Linked DNA regions of Xenopus tropicalis: region 1 is linked to region 2. A link is a contact called in public Hi-C data. All regions are on one chromosome and are shown on one strand. Each heading gives the region's core, a stretch centred on a gene start, on an enhancer-like site or on the middle of the called end of the contact. The rest is flanking DNA. Distances are from core to core; before and after follow the strand shown.

Region 1 (5,218 bases), core at 1,145-3,644, 140 kb after region 2:
TGCGCTAGGGCGCAATCTTGCGCGATCAGAGCAGATTCCCAGGCACTGCGGTCAGTGTGCTCAGTGCTTGTACAGACAGGAAGTGGGCACCCTGGCACCAGACGGAGCTCAGTGTATATGGGGTGTGGGCGACCCAGCCCAGACAGAGCCCAAAGTGGCACAAGAAGGAGTTGAAAGCCCCGCAGGAAGGCTGCCCTGTCATTTGCTCGCTCCGCGGTTACTATGGTCAGTGCAGACAGAGACAGCGGTTCCCCATAGAACTGGAGGAAAGGTTTAGTCCTCTGTATCTGGCACTGACACCCCCTCCCACAGTCACAGCCACATCACCCAATCTGGCCCAGGCACAGACTCGCACAGGGCTGGCTGCAAAACCAAATCTGCGCCCACAAATACTCCCCTGGCAAACGTGCAACAGCTCAAAGCCCAAATAGAAAAACAACAACAGATACTGGGATTAAAGGGGCCCTCCACCCAAAACTGGCGTCAGCATGGTGAAAGAAAGTGCAATTCTAACATACATTCAAAATGAATGAATAATCACGTTTTTGAGTGGTTTTAAAGTTATTAGTAAATGTCATTTGTATGAGACGCAGTGTCAGTCTGGCAGTTTAGAGGCTGAGTCCTGAAACTCTGTGACAAGCCAGCTGACCTGACAGACCTGAAGGAGAACTTACCTATTATACTGTCGCAACGGTCATAACCAGAGAAAAGAAAGGGATACAAAAAAAACAAAAACATTGCTAGAAATTACAAATAACTTTAAAACCATCAATGAACTCTAAAGTTGCTTAGAATTGTATTTACTTTCCCTGTGTAAAAAAACATTTTTGTTTAAAAGTCAACAGAGCAGAGATCCAAAATGATGTCCTTAAATAAGGCCTGGCATGGGAGACACAGTGCCTATAATATCAACAACAATTACCCAGATATATATATTAATGGGCAACTAGTTAAACGAACAGCACTTCACTGTGCAGCAGCTCACACCCCAAACCTGCATTATTAGTAGAACCCGGCACTGGGGGGCTCTGTAACTGCGTAACTAGCCCGCAAATGTCTGGGGACATCAAAACTCTCACAAAGTGGGGTTCAGTCCCTCCAAAACGAATGATCTCAGGATCCATAATTTCAACGCTGCCAGACTGTACCCCACCAGCACCTAATGACTCCCTACCCCAGCAGCTGCCACGTCTGATGCCCTCCCGCTGGGGCCCAGCACTGACAGCAACTAAATCCTTTCCACTCGCCGCACAGGGACGCGTAACTGGGATCCGCATGGCGCAAATACGCCTGAGCCATGTACACTGAGTGGTACATAGTGATGCTTGTGTTGGGGTTAAATAATTTCAGGCACAAAAAGGCGCAACGGGTTTGACGCGAGTCTCACTTAATATATACACCTTATATAAACAGGATAAAACGAGATAATAAGACAGGCAAGCACAGAAATGGGAATCTTCCAATATTAAAACAACTTTAACATGTTAATATAAAAGCGGTGCTCCTCTGCCTACTCTGAGTCGGGGGAGCCCCAGCCCGGTGCGGCGGGATTATCCGCACTAGCGCTGCTGTAAATCGGGCTTGTTTGTTTTGCGCGCAGCTGGAATCTCCCTGCGGTTTGTTATGGTGCGGGCTGGTGGCGCCTCAGTTCTAAAGGGAAGCGGCAGAGACATGGTTTTAGGCCGGGGACCACAGCTACAAATAGCTCCCAAGCCAGACACAGAGGGGATTCATGCCAACCCGCTACTGCCCCAGGCTCCCCCAAAGCCTGCACATTAACCCTTCCAACCCCAGTTGCCTACATACATCAGTTCTCCCTTTACATGCAACCCCCCCCCCCGTCAAATCATCTCTGCCACCCAGGGGTCCCATTTACCTGGCTGACTGCTGGGGGGCTGCACCCTGTTGTACGCTCCGCTGTACTGGTGGTGAGGGTGGTAAGGGCTCCCATAGCCATAATCGCTATAGGCTTTGCCAGGGTAGTTTCCCGCTGCTCCATTCATGCCATGGTACTGGTACTGATAAGCATTAAGCGCCTTTCCATAAGTGGCCGAAGTGGGCGAACAGTAGCCATGGTGTGGGTGGCCAGCTGCCCCTCCTGGGCTGTAGTAGCCAGAGTCAGTGGCTGTGGATTCGGGCAGTGTTGGTGAGTCCTGGGAAGGATGGTGCATGATGCTCTGGAACTCAGTGGCTCTGATGGTGGCGACTCTCCGCTCATAGACTCCTGTCATGCTCTGGGGACTGCGATCTGCCTGCATTGGGGGCGCTGGGAAGCTGCTCAGGCGGCCATGCTGCTGCTACTGCTGGGACTGGCACTGAAATAGTGAGAGCTTGGGAAGGTTCCTTAGTGATCTGAGCAGGAGGAGGAGGAAGAGAGAGAGGAGGAGGAGGCTGGGCGCACACTGCTGGATGGGGCTGACTGGAGGCTTGGTTAAATGCACAATTGCGCTATTACTCACAGTAGGGTGGATCCATTCACAGTAGGCTGGTGCCATTGGCCAGGAGCATCGCAAGCGACAGCAACACCCCAACCCGTTCAACTAGTTCAGAAAAACAAAAGCTGCACTACAACAACAACAGCCTCCCCCCCCCGAGAAATGATCATTCAGTTCCTCTAGGTCTGGGGCACAGGTCCCACCATCTCTACCAACTGGCTAGGGACATTGGCGACATTTTGCGATTTATAGGCACCAAATAAAAAGCCAAGGTGGAAGGCTCGGAATTGCTTGGGCCTTATGTCAGTTATTGCACAGATAGGACCGGACTGAGACCCCCACACCAATTTAATGCTTTGGACTAAATAGGACGCTTGTCAAATGATAGAAATTAAAGAGGCATTATACGATAGTCTTTTGGTTACGTTTATTAAATTGCTAGGCTGCTTTTGTTCATAAGCCACATCCATACATTCCTCGTCCCATCAGACACAGACCATGAGAGGCAGTCAGGGCATCGCTTGAGATCTGGAGAGCCTTTGGCCGAGCTCAGTATTATTATCAGTATTATTAGAATCTCTAATTACCCCCCAATTTGCCTTTATTCAGTGATACGCACATATATCAGTGTCCTGTTATTAAACGGACAAATCGAGCGATCTCTACATAAACACATCTACAAATCAGTTAATAGGGTAATGGGAAAAGACACTTCGCCCCCACCCTGGAAAAAAAGGCAGAAGAATTCTCATCTCTATAGATCTATATGAGAATTAATTACCATCTCTAGATACCTGCTATGTGAATGCACAGACACATTTACATGAGATAATCGCATGCAACTTCTTATCTTTTATCTGCCCATTCAGTCTGCTGCCTGCAGGTAGGGGGGATGCGGAGACAAGGCTGAACAGCCACCCAGTGCCGGACCCCTATGAAATATTCTACTCTGAAATTCAGAAATGTTATATACCATATACGTTTATACACACGCACTCTAATTATTAGTATTACACAGATACATTATCAAACCAAGCAGTTTTTTTGTAGCCATGACGTTTTCAAAGAGAGTAATCTAGAAAGTCCAGAAGGTTTCCTTTTTAACATTATTGTATTTAGTTTCATATGCTGATCTCCTGGCCGAGGAAGCCTGTTCCTGACCGAAACGTTACACAACTCCCTTAATAACACTTACTGCCCTATAGTAACTCTGGGGATTCCTACATGTTTGTATATAGAAAAGAACAAATATTGTAAGTATCTGAAAATATGGTGCATACTTATTATTGAGTTCTGCTCATCAATTTTTGGGTTATACTATCATATTCCTTTGTTTTCTTTAGCCAAGTAAAACTTAAAATAAATGATAAATATAATATATACTTGTAGGTATAGTAACCATATATTTCAATATGGTTTATATACAAAGATATTGTTTTGCGTGTTTAATAGATTTATGTACAGAATGCCTAAATGTCCTAAAATAGTTGATATGGGTAAGTACAGAGGAGCTTTTGTGTGTGTGTATATATATATATATCCAAATATGGATTATCTCCAGTATTTCGTGATATATATGTATATGTGTATATCGATATATATATATATATCGATATACACATATACATATATATCACGAAATACTGGAGATAATTACAATTAAAAATGCAATGTTCGTGGGTATTTATATATATTCCCAAATGGCATATAGAGTAAGAGAGAGAATACATAGCAGTTCCAGTACAGTACTAATATATTTATAGATTTTGGTTTACGTTTTGATAAAACAAAACAAGAAACAATCGCCTGTTGTCGGTTGCAATAAAATAGTGTGTAAGTAATTGGAACAGAGATCACTAGGTAGAGGCAGTGGTACTGGTTGCTAAGGGGCACACACTGCCCAGATACCCAGCGCTGCACATTGGCTCCACCACAATCTCTTCAGATTCTCAAGAGCTTTACATGATTCTTCATAATCAGAATGAAATGTAGTACAATGCGGCCATTGTTGCGCACACGACCAGGCCCATGAGTAAGGCGGTTGGTGCCTATTTTTGGTGAACCAGGAGAAGGAATGATGCACAAGTCTGGCAGCAGGGAGACACACACTGACAGACAGGACGACAGCGATCTGCTCATTGCCCCTAACACCCCCATACAGAATGGCGTGCAGACTGGCAGGGACCGGGCTCCCGGCGCAGACACGTATCCTACAGCGCTAATGTGCTCCTGCTTATCCCATCTCTTATACCATCTCTGTAGCGAGAGCGCCACCTAGCGGAAATAGCGCTGCACTGTTATTCGCAATTCTAATGTTTGCCCATTACAAGAGTAAATACTAAAATCATTAGCGATGTCAGGGCGGCTGCAGTTGGTATATCGGATAACAAATGTAGCATCAACGAAAAGACAAGCAATTCTAATACAATTATTATGATTATATTATAACTGCCTTACTGGAGATAATACTGTTACTGGGAAGTTATTGTGGTCCACCTTTAACTTAACTTCCTCTTTGCAACTTTTCAATTGGTCTTCATTTTTTTTTTTCGTTTTTGAATTTCCAGCGTTCAAAAGGGGGATACTGACCCCAGCAGCCAAAAACTGTTGTTATTTAAGGCTACAAAGTTATTGTTACTTTTTTTACTTTTCTTTCTATTCAGACCCACTCCTATTCATTTTCCAGAGGCTCAATCAAACTACTGCCTAGTTGCAAGGGTAATTTAAACCCTAGCAACCATATAGCTGCTAAAATTCCAAACTGGAGAGTTGCTGAATAAAAA
Region 2 (4,627 bases), core at 1,575-4,074:
TAGGTAGTTCAGGTATTGGACCTATTACCCAGAATGTTAGGGACCTGGGGCTTTCCAGATAAGGGATCTTTCTGTAACTTGGTTCTTCATGACTTAAGTCTGCTAAAAAATCATTTTAACATTCATTGTTTGCCTCCAATAAAGATTAATTATCTCTTAGTTTGGATAAAGTACAGATACTAAGATAATGTTTTATTATTACAGAGATAAAGGAAATAATTTAAAAAAAATTGTAATAATTATACAATTAAAATAGAGTCTATGGGAGATAGCCTTCCCATAATTTGGAGGTTTCTAGATGGGGGGGATTTCCGAATAATAGATCCCATACCTGTACTGGAAAATAATGATATGTCAGCATATAGTTCTTAATAAATTACCTAGGCCAATTTCACTTGTGGCTAATCATCAAACACCTTAGTATGTACTGGTGAAAAGAACTGGCCTGGAGTAGTAACCAATGTTGGCACTGGGATATTAGATGACTGGGGGATTTATTACTGTGTTGTGCTTTCTTTCTTCGTGAGAAATAAAACTCTGTACCCTTTCTTTCTTTCCTTTCTATGATGTTTTAGGCAAGGGTAGGAAAATGACAAGTCTGTACCGTTCCAGAACAAGCAGTAGCAACCATGAAGGACAGAAAGATCTGTTTCTTTAATCAGCGCTGCTTTTTTTCTTTGATCACAAAGATTAGAAACAGTCTGCAAAGGAGGCCTGTTTATGCTAGCACGGAGGGGAGGGACACCGTCGCTTAACTGTTCCAACCATCAAAAGAAACCGACTTGCTAAATAACTTACATTTTTTAATTGTTATGTTTTCCTGGTAACCAGGTTTTGGTAACCAAGGTTTTGTTGGTTTTCAAGCAAATAAACATTTAACAAATTCTGACCAGTTTTACAGTTTCACCCAAGCAGATAAAGTCAGCAGCATAAAAACAAATGATGTTCTGCCAAAGTGGTTTAATTTTAATTGTGAATGTAGCAATGATTATCACTAAGTGTGTAGCCCCTGGTACTGAAACCGGGTCAGTATGAAACAGGGCCAGTTCTACGTTCTTTCTGCAGTAGTAAAATCATGTTTTGCAAATAAGCCATGGAAACAGCATGGAACCCTAAAGATCCTTTGCTTTTCAGGCTAACAATTTTCCAGATCATTCCAAAACACTGAAATGAGGATTGCCCACAAGAAATTTATGAAATTCTGTTGGTGCCTTGTCATTCATAAAAGGGAATCTTCTGAAGAAAGTTTAGATTGGCTGCCCTTTCCTTTTTGTCTGTATGGTCAGACCCACTTGTCAGGAGATCACCCCTTGGAAACTCTCACCAACAAAACTGTGGGCAGCGAAACTCCATTTGCAAATTTGCATTGGTATGGTATCCCATACCAATGAATGCAGTAACTTTTTACAGCCAGCTGTAGGCTGAACAATAAAAATCAACATTTGATTGGTTGCTGTGGGTTATTGCCCAGGTGCAAATTTGCCCAGTGTTTATAAATGAGCCATGATGTGTTCTTATCCAAAATGTTAACAATTCTCTTTGGCTGAGAATATGAGCACCTAGGTACCACTTTCTAGTAAAGTCTAGATATGTCACATCATAAAGGGCACTGCTGCTTGTGATTCATTTGCAGATAATAGTAACTATATTTCTTGCCTACTCTATTGTCACCTGCCTGCTTATAGCCATGTCATTTCCCACCATGTCAGATCATTTTTTTTGTTATTTAGGGTTTGAGATATTATTTCAGTAAAACACTCTGCTTTCCCTATAACTTATGTTTTCCTGTATATTACTGCAAAACTGTAAGATACTGTATCTGTGATTAACCGTGAAGATTATGAGGGTCATTTACTCCATACAAGGCAGGGTGCAAATATCTAATGTGTTTTTTGCACTTTGTGTCTTGCCCTAACTTATGTATCATTCAGATGCCCACTATAGAGGGTTGTTAGGGAGTCCCTAGTGCTCTTGAAGTTGCATCCAAGGTCAAAGTGAATGTTGTTTCTACTTTTAGGTTTCTTTTTAGCTGGGTTTCGCTAGTTAAACTTGCATATTAATTATTTGCTAAATTGAGACTGTGCCTGTATATATATTTTCTGTATTCTGTCAGAATTATAGAAACATAATTGAGTTTTAAATCTGTAGTGTTACAATTTGTAATAGCTAGAGAGCTCTCGTGTACATTGTTTAAAAAAAGGCATTTGAGTTGGATCTTGTACAGGTATAGAACCTGTTATCCAGAATGCTCAGGACCAAGGGTATTCCGGATAAGGGTTTTTTCTGTAATTTGGATCTTCATACCTTAAGTCTACGAAAATATCACTTATACATTAATTAAACCCAACAGGGTTGTTTTGGCTCCAATAAGGATTCATTATATCTTAGTTGGGATCAAATATAAGGTACTGTTTTATTATGACAGAGAAAAAGAAAATCAATTTTAAAAATGTGAATTATTTTATTTAAATAAAGTCTATGGGAGACGGGCTTTCCGTAGTTCGGAGCTTTCTGGATAACGGGTTTCCGGATAATGGATCCTATACCTGTATATGTTAAGCTGTCAGGCAGGGCTGGGAGGAGGTATAGACGAGGATATAGAAGAGATGGTTTGCCAAAGTCATCACAGCAATGCATTAACAGTATCCTCTTTTTTCTTGCATATGCCTGTTTCTCATTTGTATTGTGAATGGATTCATGTTTCTGCACTGAAGAGACAGTATTTACAGAGTTGATATTCATGTACAGAGTGGGTCATGTTACCAGTGGTGATGCACAGAAGGGATTGTACAACCGGCACTGATGTTCATGTGCTGAGGGGACCATTTGCATGTCAATGATGTTCATGCAGTGAGGGGGTTATCTGACCATCACGTCTTACATTCATGTGCTGAGTGGATCATGTGCTAATGATGATATTCACCAGAGCCTGTGACCTGTACTCATGCAGAGAGAATCACATAAACATTGCCGAAGTTCATGTGTAGAAAAGGACCAGCGTCGATCTTCCTGTAAAGCAGTTGCACTGACACAGTAAGAGCTGCAGTAACACAACTGACTCAGTGTTATAGTAGCTCATTGGTTACCAAACTGTGGGGGCCAACACCTATGGGGGCACAGAGCCTTGGTTGGTGTGAGCCCAGCCTCAAATTTGCTCTTCAAAATAGTTGTGGAAACTCACATTGGATGTGGTCTGAGCACTGCCATGACATCTTTCAAGCTAAGATTGACCCAAACCAAATGTTGGCTCTCAAAGGGGGGCTTGAACAGAACAGGGTCGGACTGGGCCGCCGGGACACCGGGAAAAATCCCGGTGGGCCCCGGCCCTAGTGGGCCCCAGCGGCCCAGTCCGACCTTTGCCGGCGCTCCCAGCTACTGACTGTTCCTCCCCGACGCGTTCAATTTATACGCGCTCGGGGAGGACGTCAGGCGGGGGCCCTTTGGGGGGGTTAGGGGGGCCCTTGGGGGGGTTAGGGGACGCGGCTGGGGCACCTGCAGGGCCCCTGGGGCGGGAGCCCCGGTGGGCCCTGCACCCCCCAGTCCGACCCTGGAACAGAATAAACTTTAAAAGATTGGCAAGGTCAACAAATGAGTGGATCTTTATCCCTCTTGAGGGGCCAAACAACCTACTAACAATGATGGAAATGCTGTTGCGTCCCTGTCCCTGATGGAGGTTTTAAACCTGCCCAATCAATATCTGGTCAATGTTTGATACCAGCATCTTAAATTTGCCTGTGTATGGCACCTTAAGGTTGATAGCCACTCTAGTTGCTTCAGCACTGGGTACCCCTAGGTAGCACCTAATATCATTACCACTAATGAAAGAATATAAAAACATCTTCTGGTGAGTGGGAGATACACTTTATGTAGAAGGTGGCAAATATTATATGTTGTGTAAAAACAAACAATTTTTTAGAACCATTAATGTTTGCTCTTAACAGAACCACAATCTTACAAGTTCAACTGAGTGCTATTGGTTTATTTGTGAGTCCTTAGCGTATCATTACACATATAGCGCATAATACAAACCTGTCTGTTTCCCCCTCTTTTTTTTTATTTCAGTGAGTTAAATCGAAAAAATTGTGTACTGATTCATGTTTTAGCAAAGTGGCACTAAAAGACTCCAGGCTGTAATTTGTATTTAGAGTTCTGGTTTTATGATGGAAGGATAATATATATATATTTTTTTTGTTTCTACGTTAGGAAATCATTTCCAGCTTTCAAATACCTCTTTAAGCATTCACAGATTTTCCACGTGAAGCGTTTAGCCTGCCCTCATAGGCAGCCGCGTTAGACCTTGGCAGGTATAAAACTACAACTGCTATGATAATGGGGATTTTACACTGTGCAGCTCCCAGTAACACTATTACTGTTGTTATTATTATTATTATTAACATCTTCACATAATATTATTTTTCTCAGCAGATTACCATGAATAAAATGGGCTCTGATTAAAGACTCATCCAGCACTCACACATATTGATATTAATTAGGAAAAGAGAAAATATGAAGCTAATTAATTTTGATGGCTTATTCGATTGACCTTAATTTTATTTCCTTTTCTAAGTAGATTTTTTGTGTGTTTGGGGAAGGTTATTTATGTTTTACTTGTGATAGGCCTAATGTA

The links. A called contact is a pair of places that touch in the nucleus more often than the background predicts.
Region 1: a contact with region 2 is called in a Hi-C map of gastrula embryo, with 1.9 times the contacts expected there. The contact joins the promoter of dlx5 here to the enhancer-like site in region 2. A contact is called at or near these places in 2 of 5 Hi-C or Micro-C datasets (gastrula embryo and neurula embryo).

The regions. Positions count from the first base shown.
Region 1 is chr6:33,924,151-33,929,368 of UCB_Xtro_10.0, forward strand. dlx5 (distal-less homeobox 5) reads right to left here and starts at 2,395. Exons shown (of 3, transcript NM_001004778.1): 1 at 1,877-2,395. The coding sequence starts at 2,231.
Region 2 is chr6:33,784,162-33,788,788 of UCB_Xtro_10.0, forward strand. No RefSeq gene overlaps it. Among named protein-coding and RNA genes, the nearest start is that of sem1, 31 kb to the left of the region's middle. Within about 2 kb of position 2,825, at least 2 of the 11 cell types and tissues checked have an H3K27ac peak or open chromatin away from gene starts, as enhancers often do. A contact at or near this core is called in gastrula embryo, where this site is marked.